2 separate regions of the Sus scrofa genome follow, and region 1 is linked to region 2. The links are chromatin contacts, called in public HiChIP or PLAC-seq maps. All regions are on one chromosome and are shown on one strand. The core of a region is the stretch at or near the end of the contact, and the rest is flanking DNA. Distances in the headings are between cores, read along the strand shown. Region 1 has its middle 9.4 kb from the start of NLRP2. Region 2 overlaps LOC106510586 (a long non-coding RNA gene).

Evidence for each region. HiChIP or PLAC-seq counts read pairs in DNA pulled down with a chosen protein or histone mark.
Region 1: a contact with region 2 is called in an H3K27ac HiChIP or PLAC-seq map of alveolar macrophages. The contact joins two enhancer-like sites. A contact is called at or near these places in 5 of 47 Hi-C or Micro-C datasets (blood, embryonic fibroblasts and liver) and 1 of 2 datasets of contacts at active chromatin or transcription factors (alveolar macrophages).

Annotation. Positions count from the first base shown.
Region 1 is chr6:59,179,804-59,184,232 of Sscrofa11.1, forward strand. No RefSeq gene overlaps it. Among named protein-coding and RNA genes, the nearest start is that of NLRP2, 9.4 kb to the right of the region's middle. Within about 2 kb of position 1,643, at least 1 of the 83 cell types and tissues checked has an H3K27ac peak or open chromatin away from gene starts, as enhancers often do. A contact at or near this core is called in alveolar macrophages, where this site is marked.
Region 2 is chr6:58,923,056-58,927,282 of Sscrofa11.1, forward strand. LOC106510586 (a long non-coding RNA gene) reads right to left here. Exons shown (of 3, transcript XR_002344799.1): 2 at 3,029-3,179; 3 at 575-1,507. Among named protein-coding and RNA genes, the nearest start is that of TTYH1, 34 kb to the left of the region's middle. Within about 2 kb of position 1,851, at least 7 of the 83 cell types and tissues checked have an H3K27ac peak or open chromatin away from gene starts, as enhancers often do. A contact at or near this core is called in alveolar macrophages, where this site is marked.

The DNA.
Region 1 (4,429 bases), core at 393-2,892, 260 kb after region 2:
TGAGATGTTGAAGTCTAGTGACGCATCTGCAGAAATCAGTACTGTCCATGGAAAGCTGACGCATGAGGGTCTAGATGCACCCCTTGCATTTAATGCGTCCCCTAGTTAACGTGACATGTGCATGGATTTTAAGGTATCTGGTTTGCCAGGAGGCGGCAGCTAACCCCAGCTGAAGGTTCTAAGCAGGGGTTCTCAAGCCTGGCTGCAATTACACTTATCTGGGGATCTTCAAAGAACCCGATGTCCGGGCATCTCCAACCCGACCTAAAAATCAGACTCTCTGGGCATCAATACTTTGAAATAAAGCCTCAGGGAAGTGTTCACCATGCAGCCAAGGTTGAGAACCACTGGTCTAGAAGAACTGGACACAAACTGAGGAAATGGTCCCCACGTATCCATCATCGTGTGGATGCAGGAAGTTCTCTGCAATGGGATTGGGTCTCGAGGGCCAATCCCGGAGCTTGGGCAGCAGGAGAAACTCCTTAATGTAAGGTTTCCTCGGCTTGCAGCCCTTACAGCCAGGACGCAAGTCCCGGAGCGGGAGGTGAGTGAGTAGCAGCCTGCTTCTTTGTCTCTCTCTTCATTCCACTGGTAAGTCGCTATGATAAAAATTCCTCCTCCCTTTCTTTGAATGTTTGGAGGTCAGACCTTTGAAAGGTTAGTGAGGTTTCAATTCAAACTCCTCTTTGTGCAAAGACACAATTATTCTTGGAGGGCAGACCCTGACAATGATGCCTTCCGTAACTTTAAATGGGTTTTTTTCTCTTGACGAACTTCAGCTCCCTAAAGTCGCTGGAATATGAGTGTAAACCAGATTAATTTCACCCAAATGAGCACAATATAGAATAGCACTATTTTGTATGTAAGCATTTCATGGTATCAAAGGTGAAAAGACTCTTGAAAGTCAATGGATTCATGAGTTGCCATAGGAAGCTGGTATCTAATTTCTTTCTCTTTTTTTTGGGTCTTTTTGTCTTTTTAGGGTCACACCTGTGGCATAGGGAGGTTCCCAGGCTAGGGGTCTAATCGGAGCTGTTGCTGCCAGCCTACACCAGTCACAGCAACGTGGGATCCGAGCCGCATCTGTGACCTGCACCACAGCTCACGGCAACGCCGGATCCTTAACCCACTGAGCGAGGCCAGGGATGGAACCCGAAACGTCATGGTTCCTAGTCAAATTCATTCCCGCTGCGCCATGATGGGAACCCCTCTAATTTCTCATTTTCCCTAACACTGTACCTAATCTCTCGTCTCTCTCTTTTAGGGGAGTTTCTAGAAGTAGCATTCGACACGCAGGTCTCCAAGTTAAGACAACTCAGGCATGTTCAGGTCCCTGCAATCTAGCTTCTTATCCTACCATTCTTCTTGAAATTGCTCTTCTTGAGAAATCATCTGCTAAATACAAAGGAAGTGGGACGCGTCCTTCTCTGACAGGTATCCACAAGGGGGCTGAATCATTCTTCTCCTCAACGTGTCCTCACGCCAATAAGACGCATGCGGAGTAAAGACAGGAAGGTCAGGAGGAGTGACGAGAATCTCCCCCCGCAATGTGATAAAACAGAACGACTGAACATGCGGAGGGAGGTAAACACATACTCTTTCCGAGAAAGATAACTGCTGCAATTACAGTCACGTGACACGTGTGACTCTTTCCTGCCATATCCGACAGGTATGCTGTGGTAATCACCACCCTTGAAGACACAGGAGGCTGTGACTTATGACGGAACGTCTCCCGGCTTAACTAAACACTTGATGCTGCGTGATCACTTGACTTTGCTCTTCTGAATGACCTTCATTTTTGCCTGGGATTTCTGGGGGTGCTGGGGTGGTGGTCTCTCAATCAGGGAGCAGAGGAACTGGGGTCACAGGCTCTCGCAAGAGTACTGGCTTTAACACTGGACATCTGGAGGGAAGCTGGCGCTCACCTCACCCTCTAGATCTCTCTTCTCCGTGTGTGCAAGGATCCCCTCGACACCATGACCTCACTGACCCCTTTCAGAAAAGGCTGACTTACATGACTGACACCGATTGGCGTATAAACAGCACTGGGAAAGGCGCAGTCGCATCATTTCTTTAAAAAGGAAGAAGTGTGTAGTACCTGCGATCTGAAAACAACCCTGAAATCATAGGGCCAAGAAAGACTCTGCAAACGAGAAAAAAATCTGAGATATTGAGGAGGTTTAGGGCGGGGTTTTTGTGCCTTTTGAGGAAGGTGAGGAGTTGGGAAGGGAGGATCATAGCCGCTCTGTTAATCGGAGAAGAGAAGGGAATTAGAAAAATGGGAGTTCCCGTCGTGGCGCAGCGGTTAACCAATCCGACGAGGAACCATGAGGTGCAGGTTCAGTCCCTGCCCTTGCTCAGTGGGTTAAGGATCCGGCGTTGCCGTGAGCTGTGGTGTAGGCTGCAGATGCAGACGCGGCTCGGATCCCGTGTTGCTGTGGCTCTGGCGTAGGCCGGCGACCGCAGCTCCGATTGGACCCCTAGCCTGGGAATCTCCATGTGCCGCAGGAGCGGCCCAAGAAATGGCAAAAAGACGAAAGAAAGGAAGGAAGACAGGAAGGAAGAAAGATGTCCTCTGTCTTGAGCCTGCATCAAACTCGAGGTGGGCTCATAAATACCTTAAAATGTTAGGTGATTTTTCCCCTTATGTTTAGCTCTCTGGTCCATTCTGAGTTAACCTTTGCATAAAATGGGAGACTCCACTTATGCAAAACTTCCAGAATAGGGAACTGCTTAGAGACAGGAAGCAGACTGTGGTTCCCAGCGGATGGAGAGGGGGGACACTGGGGAGCAGCTGCTTAGAGGAGAAGGGTTTCCTCCTGAGGTGATGAAAACGCCTGGACCTAGACAGAGGTGCTGGTCACACAACACTGTGAATGAACCAAAGGCCACTGAACTGTTCACATAACAGGTTCACATGAAATTTATGTTACGTGAATGGATTTTCGTTTATGTTTAATTAGCATGAAAAATATAAACTTAGTTGAAAAAAAGTTAGGTGATCAACAAGATTTGTCTCAGGCCCCAATGCAGCAGATTTAAAAGGCCTGTGGTTGGACGTTGGGCTGACAATTTCCCGTTTTTAGAGGCGGATGTTCACGTGGGGGATCAGATAGAGGGAAGCTGGCTTGATCCCCTCACATCTAAGCTGCACCGAAGTAGATTCGGGTGCAGCAACCTGACCCCCACAGGGTCCATAGTCCTTCTTGGAGCCCTGCCGCCTTCAGCAGGGGCTTTAACCGTCATGATGGCAGGACTCGTCTGCATGCCAGGCAGGACAGAGGGACAAATATGGAAGGAGCACTCGGCTCTCTCTGCCCCTTTTATCAGGATGGTGCTACCATTCTCAGAAGCCCCATCACATAGACATCGGCTCATTTCATCAGCCAGCGATGTCCTAGGAGCACCCTGAGCTGAAATTCGGTTCAGGATCAAGTTTGCAAATGGAGTTTGTGACCAAAGTTGAGAACGGGGTAGAGCGAGCGTGCGCCTGAGGATCACAGCACAGGAGTGGCTGTCGTCTGCCACCCTAAGCCCAGTCCCGCCTCAGGGTGAAGGGCCCAGGGATCCCAAGCAGCGGAGGTGGAAGGAACCCGGCTCACGTGGGCGCCTCCGACACGGGTGCCTATTCTCACTAGTTTCTCCTGTCTCTTCCTCCATGTTCCTCGAGTCAAAAACTGTGGATTTCTCCTAGAAGATGTAACCTGGATTCCACTAGTTCTGTCCAATTACACCCCATATCAAACAACCATCACGGCCAAGTGATGGACTGAAAGGTGACTCCAGAGATGTTTGTTACACCCGAAGTGGGTTCAGAGCCCACTTCTGCCACTTTCTGACCAGTGAAACTTGGATGATCCATCCAACGCCTCTGCGGCTGCAGCATCACTGCCTGAGACAGGGAGCATATAATACTTGGAGATACCCTAAAATGAGCCAAGTCCAAACGGCTCATTGCCATGCCTGGCACCTAGCAGGGACCAGGCAGGGACCAGCCAGGTGTCACCTGGCCCCACTCTCACCTGGATGAGTTCAGAGCCCTAAAGAAGGCACTGAGACAGACTCTCCTTGACCCAACTTGAGGCAGCCTCCTCGGAGTCCTTTTTCAGGAGACCTGACCTTGCCCCCCCCTCCCCGCCCCCAGCCCACCCTCGGCAAGAATCTCATTGATGTGACCTGGCAGGCCCCAGCCTTGATGTTGCCTGTTGGTCATCTGCTACCCACCGGCCCTGCCCTGCCCCTGGGCTACCAATCTTGACTTGTCCTTACTGTGTTGGAGGCTGAGGTCTAGCTCTCCTCTCCTCCAAAACCCCCGCCGCAGTAGCCTCTCTTGAATACAGCCCACCTTTCCATCTTCGAGTGTCAGGAAACTTCTTTGTTCACCATCTCCTTGAGGGGACTCCCCATTCTCCCTGAGAAGCAAGAGAAT
Region 2 (4,227 bases), core at 601-3,100:
CCCTAAAAAGGACAAAAGACAAAAAATTTAAAAAAATTAAAAATAAGTCCTTAATGTCCCCATCCTACCCCCACACAATTCACCTATGTCCTAGAAGGCAAGAGCTCCTTCATGGGTCTAGGCACAGAATTTTGTTTTTTTTTAATAAATGAAAGACGTATCTTTATATTATATATTATTGCTAAATATAACACAGCAGAGATCAGCGAGAACATAGGGGCTTCCCTGGTTGAGACCCACCCCCACCATTTACTTGATGCCCAGGGCTAATTAGTTAACCTGCCTCAGTGTCCTCATCTGTAAAATGGACCTAATAAAGGAAACCCCTTGACAGAGTCTTGAATGAACTAAGCAAACTCCCTGATGGAGGACTCGGAGCAGTGACTGGCATTTAACAGGTGCTCAGCAAGTATTACCTGTTATGCTTTTATTTTTTATTTTTTTATTTTTGCTCTTTAGGGCCACACCTGTGGCATATGGAGCTTCCCAGGCTAGGGGTTGAATTGGGGCTGTTGCCACTGCGACCTACACCACAGCTCACAGCAATGCCGGATCATCAACCCTCTGAGAGAGGCCAGGGATCCAACCTGCAACCTCATGGTTCCTAGTCGGATTCAGTTTGCTGTGCCAGGATGGGAACTCCTAGCTGTTATTTTTAGGCCTCCTCTGATTCCGTCTGGAGGAAGTGGTCATATAAATACAATGTAGACAAAAAAAAAAAATCTGATTTTGCCAGGCTTATGTGCAAAACCTTTCCCGTTCTCCTAAAGATAAAATCCCAAATCTTTACAGAGCCTTTTACAAAGCCCTACACATTCAGTCCCTATTGAAGCGTCTCCTCAATGCTTTCCCGTCTCCACGCTGTCGGGATCATCTCGACTCCTTAGAATTGGCAAAATTATTTCCTGACTCGAGGTTTTCTTGAAAGCTGTCTCCTCTGCTTTCCCGTGTGGACACTTCATCAATCCTCACTCACCCTCCCACGGAGTCTCAGCATCATCAGGCGAGCCTGCCCTGAGGTCTGGACTCAAGGTCATGCCTCCTTTTACCCGGAATCACGGCCCTCTTTTCCCCTAGCGCATCTCCCATGGGAGCAGCCATGGCCTACTGTGCACCCAACTTTCATGGCTTCTTTTATATGATGTGGTGTCCTCACGGGAGGACACTGTCCCACCGGGCGCTAGACCCAGTCTATCTTGCACCCAGCTGTGGACCCATGACTAATCTTCCTCGGCTAAACCAGAGCAGACAGGATAGATGCCACGTCGGAATTCTTCTCTAAAAGAAGTGAGTGTGCCATTTTCACTCTTTCTCCTTCCCCACTTTGGTAGCAGAGTAAGTCCGCCAAGGTCTTAGGTGATGCCAAAGCCAAAAAGGTGGAAGAATCCTGGGAACATTAGTCACCCCGTGGAGGAGCTCCAGCTGCCGGTGTGCGAGCACCCATTCCGAAATGTTACCTGAATGAGAAATAGACTTTCCCTTGAGATGAACTACGGATCTTTCGAGGCTGAGGTGTAAAAAAAAAAAGAGAATCCAGCGTCACCAGAAGTTATGGATCATGCCCTGCAATCACGTAATTTTGGGGACACCTGGAGGTATGTCTTCCTCATTAATGTGGGCCCTCTATTAATTTGCCTATCTCGAATATTTGGCACAGACCCAGGTCCTTAATAGACACCTGATACATATGCAGAGATTGAACAAAGCAAAAGAGAAAAAAAAGAAAATTCACAGTCACATCCATCCAAGTTCCAATTTCTTTAAAGGAAGTGACTTGCTTAAGGTCCCACCGACCACATGAGCCACCATTAAGTCATCACTGATGTCCAGTTCCTACAGTGCTCAGAGTCCCTCTCCACCCTCATGTTCAAGGGGGCATGTGTGTGGGAGGAAGAGTCCTCTCTGGTAACCGCCCCTCAAGGAAGGAGGAACTAAAGCCATGTGGATGAACTTTCTGGAAAACATTTGGTCAGAAAACCACGGGACGGTCAGGGCTGGGTCTCTGACCGCCGTATCCTGTCCATCGGTCTGTCTGCACAGCGGAGGCTGGTGGGGCAGCATCCTGCTGGCCATGTTTGCTTTTCGGCTTTCCCTGGGTGAATACGAACATGGCAGGAGGGGACCTCTGGGCTGGGGACTGGGATGCTAGGACTCCAGGTCCTTCCCTGGACCCACCTCCTGGTTGGATGGATGCCACAGGACCTTAGTGACGCAGGGGGGAACAGAGACAACGAGAGGAAGGCCTTGTCTCCCCACCCACCCCCGAGTTTCAGGATTCCTTGCCCCCTCCCTGAATCAGAAGCTTAGGGCCTTAATCAGGTTCAGTTTCTGAGTGAAGAATGCAGCTTTTTTTTTTTTTTTTTTTTTTTTTTTTTGCTTTTTAGGGCTGAACCCTAGGCACACGGAAGTTCCTAGGCTAGGGGTCGAATCCGAGCTTCAGCTGCTGGCCTACACCACAGCCATAGCAACACAGGATCTGAGCCGTGGCTATGACTTACACCACAGTTCACGGCAACACCAGATCCTTAATGCACTGTGCGAGGCCAGGGATCGAATCCACAACCTCATGGTTACTAGATGGATTCGTTTCCCTTGAGCCACAAGGGGAACTCCAAATGCAGCAAACCTGGATTGTTCTTCTGGGGGCTGAGTCTGGACCACAAGATTTGGATAAAAGAGAGTAAGTCTCTCTGCTCAAGTTCTCTCTTCTTGGATCAATGCAATTGACTCCCACCAGCAGAGCTAGAATTTGGATAAGAAAAGGCTGGGCAGATGTGCTTGTGTGGGGAGTGCTCTTGGAGTCTAATCTCTAAAGTGCCCAGATACCAGGAGACTCTAGATTCGATCCCTTTCAAGAGAGCTACTCCAGAGCCATCATCCTGGCTGATCCAGATTCAGCATTCCAGCGGTACTCTGGGGCTGGGCGCTGTCTGGGCTGATGAGTACCGTCTGCAAGAGACGGAAATCCTGGGCTTTGGGATGAAGATTCCACAGGGCCCCATTATCCATCACGTCAACGGCAGCTGACCTTTCAGGGCTTTGCCACGGTCAGGATGGCAGCCAAAGCCACCACTGGCGATTTCAGCTCGGACGCACAGGCTGGACACCAGGGGTTGACGAGGTTTGGGCCCTGCCCCCTGTAGTCACAGAAAGGAGGAAACACACGGGCCACGTGGAGCCTGGCACAGAGATAAGAACAGAAGGCATGAGACGGGGAACCCCCTCTCAGGAGCCCACTTCCCTTTCTTCTGGTCCTTTGCAACGATTACTCCCAGGACTTGCACTGGCTTCTGGAGGGAATGCAGAGGTGCATGTCTTTACTGCTCCTGGGAACTCCAATTCGGCAAGTCCCTTCTAGTTCCAGGGGCACCCATCAATCCAGATGGGGCACAGCCTGGTGGGGTTATAACGACATGCAACTTCACTGTCCAAACCACTGCATATTTTCTTCTTTAGCTCAATTTCCGCACAAGGCAGAGCGGTCAGGAGGCTCCCTTTCTCCCTTCACAGTGGAGAAGTCTCTCTGAGAGGCGGTTTTACCCACAGGGGACTTGACTATCCATTCTCCTTGGCATCCACCTGTGACCCTAAGAAGTATACAGTCGGAGTTCCTGTCATGGCGCAGCAGAAACCAATCCGACTAGGAACCGTGAAGTTGCGGGTTCGATCCCTGGCCTCGCTCAGTGGGTTAAGGATCTGGCATTGCTGTGGCTGTGGTGTAGGCTGGCAACAACGGCTCTGACTAGACCCCTAGCCTGGGAACCTCCAGATGCAGCCCTAAAAAGACAAAAGACAAATAAAATAAAATAAAGTATACAGCCAAGAAATTCAGGCAGAAATAATGTGTGTCAGTTCCAGGCCATCAGCTTACAGGTGGCCATCCCTCTTCTACTTTCTCTTTCTCTTTCCTTTGGTTAGAAGCAGAGGACAACATTGCCCAAGAGATTGGAGGGGTTGCGAGTGGAAAAAGCTGACGTTCCTGAATCCCCTAAACAGGGAAATTCAAATTCTTCCCAGGGAAGCCCATACTGGCCATTTACAGGAGTGAACAAACTCCCTTTGTGTTCAGACATTGGTCTTTAAGTGTTGACTTGTTATAGTGGCGAGTGTTCCTCTCTCTTGTATCACAATGGGAGTTGAATAATTGATGAGCTGTTTGATTCCATCCCCTTATCAGATGGGAGCTCTGTTGCCGTGTAGGGCGGTATCTGCTTGTTCACGCCTGTA